Linked DNA regions of Mus musculus: region 1 is linked to region 2. Evidence: chromatin contacts called from public promoter capture Hi-C data. All regions are on one chromosome and are shown on one strand. The core of a region is the stretch at or near the end of the contact, and the rest is flanking DNA. Distances in the headings are between cores, read along the strand shown. Region 1 overlaps Zfp609 (zinc finger protein 609). Region 2 holds the start of Pif1 (PIF1 5'-to-3' DNA helicase).

Region 1 (3,284 bases), core at 307-2,806, 160 kb before region 2:
TCCTTCCCACATATGGGTCCTGGATTTCAACCCAGGCTCTGTGTCATGCAGTTTTGCCCGCTGAGCCATCTTGCTGTTCCTGTTTTTTTTTTAAGACACGCAATAACTCAAACTAGCTTGGAACTTGTAGTTCTCCTTCCTTAGTCTCCCCAATACTAGGATTACAGAGGCAAGATACCATAACCACTCTGGTTAATTATTTTACTGTTGCCCGTTCTTCGTGCCTCCTAGGAATCAGCAGATGCATTTTCCCCTGGGTATATCTAATGTGAATATATTGTGCCTTAGAGGTTTGTATATGCTGTTCCCTCTGCTTGTTGTTTATGCTTAGGTTCTTCATGTGACTGGCACCTTCCCATCCAGGGTCTCAGTTTAAATACACCTCTTCAGAGATAGCATCTGTGGCTGTCTTAATGTAACCTCAATGGTAGTTGTTTCTGTTATCCACATGCCCTATAGGTTTTCAAGCATGCCCCACCCCCATTCCTTCTTTGGGGGTTTGTATGATTTAATATATAGTCCTAGCTAGCTTGAAACTCAGCTCTACATCATCCTCTTGAGTCCTGGAATCACAGAGGTGAGACAGATGCCTAGCTCTAGTAATGTCTGATTTCTATGTATTCAGTGGTCTTTTCCATTTACCATTCAATGTTCAGTGCATAATATAAAAGCTTTCCAGGGAAAGAACTCAGTAATTGTTTGATCAGTGGTCAAACTCTGTATATCCATGTCTTGAAAAACAGTGGGAAGCACTAAGCTTTGGGGCTCCATCTCTCTTCTGACAGTGCACATAGCACGAGTCTTGCAGCGAGGAAATCAGCAGCTATGCCTACCTAGGATGCTGTATGTCAGGCGGCTTTGAGTTAGTATTTTATTATCTGTAGTCCAGCTTGTCATGCCTCATTTTTCCTCTTCTCTGTGGCTTGTCACTCTCCTGCTTGACTCTGACTCAGAGTCTTCACACTAAAAGGATATATCAGAGAAGTGAGGTGTCCCTGAGAGCAGGCAGGAAGGGTGGAATGACAAGAGCCACCAGAAATCTCTTTCTCTGAGGTCACAGTTTGGAGTCTAGAATAAGAGGGAATTTGAGTGCCTCTTGTTCTTGCTCAGTGCCCTCAGTCTGAGTGCTTAGCTGGCAGGCAGGCACCTTTTCCTCCTCAGAACTGTCAGAGCAACATGAAGGTCAGGCAGAGAGAGACAAATGAGAGCAGCTCAGGGAAAGGAGGTTACCACGGTAACAAGCAGGCAGGCCTGCTATTTGGAAGCAGGCCTAATCTTTCTCCTCCTTCTCAGTACTGGAAGATGGGTATTGTGTAGCTGACCTGCATCCTTGGGGTGGGAACCATAATCCCTCTCTGACAGTTTCTAGTGACACAGGAATGAGCTGCTTTGCATTTTAATTTGATAAACAGAAGCCACAGTTTTCTCAGAAGTGCTAGAAACATGGCTTTTTCTGGCTCTGTTCCAGGCAGAATTCTGGTTGCCACAGACAGGAGTTTGGGATTGCTGTTTATTTCTCAATAAAGACCTTGTATATCTGTGTGCTTGTGAAACATGCCTATTGGTTCAGGAAAGCTAGAACTAGACTTAATGCAAGTTATCCTTGGGAGGTATGCTAAGTTTTGTCCTGCCTTAGAGGTTTGTATATGCCATTCTCTCTGCCTGTTATTTACTCTTAAGTTCTTCATGTGACTGGCACCTTCCCATCCTGGGTCTCAGTTTAAATACACCTCTTCAGAGATGCCATCTGTGGCTGTCTTAATGTAACTCCCATGGTAGTTTTTTTTTTATCCCTATATATACATATACATATCCACATATGTGCATATATGTGAGGATGATAGTAATATATAATAATAGCAATAATAGTACATATGCATATTTGCCTTTTGAAGACTACTGAAGCCAGGCATAGTGGCACTCACCTTTAATCTCAGCATTTGGGAGGCAGAAGCATGCAGAGCTCTGTGAATTTGAGGCCAGCCTGGTCTACATGGTGGGTTAGTTACTCTCAGAGCAATGAAGGAGAGACCCTGTCTCAACCAACACTGAGATACTCCTGCTCCCCAGCAAGCATGCAGTAATTATTTTATTTTCTGACCTCCAGCCTTATTCTTTTGTGTACCACCACCCCACCCTCCCTGATATCTCACTATGCAACCCTGGCTAGTGTGGATCTCCCATGTGGACTAGGGTGTCCTGCCTCTGTCTCCTGCATGCTAGGGTCAGAGACATGGCCACCCCACCTGGCCAGTCTTCTTACTTTTCCTGCTTGCACATTTCTTATTAACTCAGTACCTTTTGTTGTAATGAAATGCATACATAAACCTCCCTTTTCTCTCAAAACATAAATTTTAAACAAGGATAATAAATTTTCAGTGTAAAGTCATCTCGGATCTCCTTACTCAGAATGAGCTGGAATGTCCTTCCAGACCTCCCCTGTTGGTGATTGTTTAAGAATCATTTATGCTCTCATAGGTCTCACTTTAGCATTGCTGGGCTGTTCCACCCTGTGATATGACCTTGTATCTTTTTAGTCACTAAAAAGAAATAGGTTGTGGCTACTTGTCCTCAACAGTAAAGATTCTTCTTTGATGAACACTCAGGTTGTTTCTGAATCTGCTTCTCTCTAGCTATAAAGCAACAGCATTGAACAGACGGGCATGGTGGCACGTTCCTGTAATTGCTCACCTGGAAGGTGGAGGCAGGTGAATCAGGACTTGATAGTCATCCTTATCTACATAGAGAGTTCTCGCCAGCTTGGGCTACATCTGACCACCAAATTAGTTAATGAAAAAACATTGAACTGATCTGTATATCATAAATCTGTGTGCCTGTCCTGTCATCTCACTGATGTAAGGGTTTTCTGACAAGATCTTGTTGCATAGTTCATTTGCCTTGAACCCAGAGCCCCCCCTAAGAACTGAATTTACAGGCATGCCCCATCATGCCTGATTTTGTTGGGGGTGGGGTAGGTGATGGTAGTGGTTTATTTATCCATTTTAGTTCCATCTGTTTTGACACTAGGTTTCATGTAACAGTTGAGTGTGACCTGAAACTCACTATGTAGTGGAGAATGATAGCCCTTTGGGGCTTTGAGGGTGCTGGCGTTACAATCATGGACCAACACACTTCTTAATTTTTTTTTAAGAAAAAATTAATTTGCTTTACTGGAGTACTAAATAGCAAGTACCCTCTTTGACAGAATAATTAAAATTTTGATTGAATTGAAGTCTTTTAAGTTCAAAGTAATCATAGTAGAGAGTATAGAATTTGTACTCAAA
Region 2 (3,219 bases), core at 311-2,810:
TGCCCCTGATCCCTTTCTATTATTTCCCAAAGTTCCTCTCTTCTGGGACTTAATACCCGTTCTTTCCTCTAAGTTTTTGTCTTGTCTCCTCCGCCGCTATTTCTTTGGATGTGGCCAGGATCCTAGTTTCCTGTTCTCAGCTTATCTAATCTTGGGACTTACTGGTGGGTAAGCATGGATGATTTACACCTCACCATCATATTCAAATAAGGTACGATGGGCATTTCAAATCACCAGCTGTCTCCTTAATACTCCTGACTATCTTCCCCCAACCTTGGGCCTCCAGGGTTTCTTCGATCCTCAATAATAGCTCGCCCACACTCCCTTTTTGGTTCTCACCGTACTAGTCTGGGATTCCATTGGCCGCTTTTCCAGCGCAGAATCTGGAGCCTTGGTGGCTGCAGCACGCTGCAGTTCCTCTGGCTGCACTGGACTGATGGTGACAAAGTCTCGGGGCCGCGGGCCGAGCAACTGTGCGCGGGCAGAGGCGGGTCCCGGCCCAGGGGCAACCGCCAGCTTCAGGCGCAGCGTGCGCAGGAAGCGGCGCAAGCGCTCCGGGGGACAGTCGGAGAGGAGCAGTTGCACTGAGCCAGCTCCAGGGACTCCATCGGTGGGGAGCCGCAACGTGCTGCGCCCAGTCGCAGCGAAGCGGGTGAAGAGGCGCACGGCGCGTAGCGGGAAACAGCGTGGCCGCCCCGTGGGTCCCGGTGCCTGCAGTCGCAGCATTAACTCACGTCGTTCGTTTCGACCTAGGCTCAGCTCTGCGGCGCGCAGGGCCTGGCGCTTGCGAGGTTGCCCTCCAGGACTCAGCTCCTCCACGGCTACCCGGCACCGGAGCTCCGCATCGTCACATTCATCGGTCGCCGCCTCTGTGCTAGAAGGCATCTCCAATGCCTCTGCAGGCGTGCAGAGACCGGAGCGCATAAGTCACAGAAAATCGAGATGTAATAGGTGGTATGGCTGCGGTGACGGGAAATCCTGTCCAGACCTCTTAGTGTCAACAGGTTGTCACTGGTAACAGAAGGTGCCACCAAGATATTCCAAGCACTCTGGAGCGAGGAGAAACGTCCTCTGCTGCTGGAAGGTGGGGTCACATGCACTTAGGATTCGCGAGCGATTGTCCTGCAATGTCCACATTAGAAAGGTGTTCCTGCTCAGAAAAGAAGCTTGTTGAGGAGACTCACCCAGGCCAACAGGGGACTCGTTAGGGACTTCTACCCAGGAAGCAGAACAATAATCACACGTTGGGCGATGGGAAAGAGACTGGCTGGAAGTGAAAACAGGCTGAGACTTGCACACCCCCTTCAATAACCAATTAGTAGGTATCAGGGTCAGTGTGGTTCCAGTGCTTTGGAAAGGGTAAATGATTAGGGAATGTCTGGAACCTCCAGGCCCAGGAATCCATTGTCCCTCCGTCTGACCCACGAATCTGTACCTCTCCCAGCGAGGATCACTAAAATAATCGCGTTCTTTGCCTCCCACCTCAAGGATCCGATAGACTCGTTGCTTTCAGATGAAAAAGCTGATCTGAACCGGCCGGCAGAAAGCTTCAGCAGGAAGAACATTCAAATACTAGGAATAGAAAAACCACCCTATCACCGGCCTGGTCTTTAAATTCTCTAGCCAATCAGGGACAGGGGCGGGGGCGTGTCTACGGGCCGGCGTTTCTTCGTCTTTCCAACTCTCTGAGGACAGTTAACCAGAAGCAGGCTTTTTGTGTTTGGTCTTGGGTGCGTTTTAGAGTTCCACGAGTGGGCGTGGTGGGGTAGGGATGGGGCTGCGGCTCCGTGGCGCGTGGCGTATTGTTACCCAAGGCGGCTCTAAAGATTTGAGAACCCTTCAATTTACGCTGTCTGCTTTTCTCATTCTACCACCACCACATGACTGTGCTTGGCTTTGGGGAGACCCTGTTCCCACCCACAGAACGAACCACTGGCTCCTGTTCAGGTCATTCCCTGGGCCAGCCAAGTCCGCTTCCCTGTTCCCTAATTCTTTGCCCTTCTCTGCCCCCTTGTCTTTTACCCTGCTGAGACTACAGATGTCCAGTGGTTATAAAGGAAGCCAGTTAGTCCTTGTTCTCAGGGAATTCTTACTCCTCTGGTTGCTTTGACCACTCCGAGAATTTATCTTTTTCAGTTGGGGCCTTGTTACATTTTATAGGCTTTTTTTTTTTTTTTTTTTTTTTTTTTTGGTTTTTCGAGACAGGGTTTCTCTGTGTAGCCTTGGCTGTCCTGGAACTCACTTTGTAGACCAGGCTGGCCTCGAACTCAGAAATCCGTGTAGGCTGGTTTTAAAAATTCCTGGCCTTAAGGGATCCTCCTTCAGCTCCCTAAATAGCTGTGACTATAAGCACTTGACAAGATCCAGCTTTGAAAACTTACTTTTAATTATTATTTTTCCTTCACTGAAGTTTGAAATTACATAGCTGGAAGGGATCTTCTGGGTGGGTCCAGTCACCTCATTTTACAGATAATAATAGCCACTACAAACTAAATTCATTCATTCTTTCTTTCTTTCTTCTTTCTTTCCCCTCCCCCTCTTCCCTCCAAGATATCATATATCCAAGGCTAGCCTCAAATATCTCTAAGTTGCTACTCTCAGGGACATAACATTGAGTTTCTGATCTTTCTGCCTCCACCTAAATGTTACAATTCCATGCATCTACCACTGTGGCCAGTCAGCGCTGAGGATCAGAGTGTACAGCCCTCAAATTTGATATTCAAAATAAGAATTATAAGAATTGTTAAGAATTATTTTACTTTATGTGTATGAATGTTTTGCCTGCATGTGCTCCACTTGTGTGCCTGTTGAACCTCCTGAAACTGATGCTTGTGAACCACCACGTGGGGTCTGGGACTTGGAGATCTCTGCAAGACCCATGTGTGCTCTTTACTGCTGAGCCATCTCTCTAATCCTGAAAATGTTTTCGTTGGAACTGGAGGAATGGCTCACAGGTTAAGACCATTTGTTTTCAGCTAGTACAGTGACTCACAACCTTGTGTTCCAGGAGATCTAACACCTTCTGGTACACACATTCAAACATGTAGGAAAAACTCTATGAACATATAGATGTGTGTGCATATGCATATATGTTTAAATAAATATTAAAAATTTAAAAGCTATTCACAACATCACATAAAAACTCTGTATTTACTGAGATAAAAATTTATAATTCTTTCTTTTTTTCTTTCCTTCTTTTTTGGCTTTTTCGAGACAGGG

Evidence for each region. Promoter capture Hi-C pulls out the DNA fragments that hold promoters and counts their contacts.
Region 1: a promoter capture Hi-C map of liver shows a contact between it and region 2, with 2.1 times the contacts expected there. The contact joins the enhancer-like site here to the promoter of Pif1 in region 2. A contact is called at or near these places in 1 of 39 promoter capture datasets (liver), 1 of 15 datasets of contacts at CTCF or cohesin (embryonic stem cells), 2 of 484 Hi-C or Micro-C datasets (embryonic stem cells and liver) and 2 of 115 datasets of contacts at active chromatin or transcription factors (both in embryonic stem cells).

Annotation. Positions count from the first base shown.
Region 1 is chr9:65,742,408-65,745,691 of GRCm38.p6, reverse strand. The region is part of intron 2 of Zfp609 (zinc finger protein 609); the gene reads left to right. Among named protein-coding and RNA genes, the nearest start is that of Oaz2, 68 kb to the right of the region's middle. Within about 2 kb of position 1,556, at least 140 of the 459 cell types and tissues checked have an H3K27ac peak or open chromatin away from gene starts, as enhancers often do. A contact at or near this core is called in liver, where this site is marked.
Region 2 is chr9:65,585,515-65,588,733 of GRCm38.p6, reverse strand. Pif1 (PIF1 5'-to-3' DNA helicase) reads right to left here and starts at 1,560. Exons shown (of 12, transcript NM_172453.5): 1 at 340-1,560. The coding sequence starts at 885.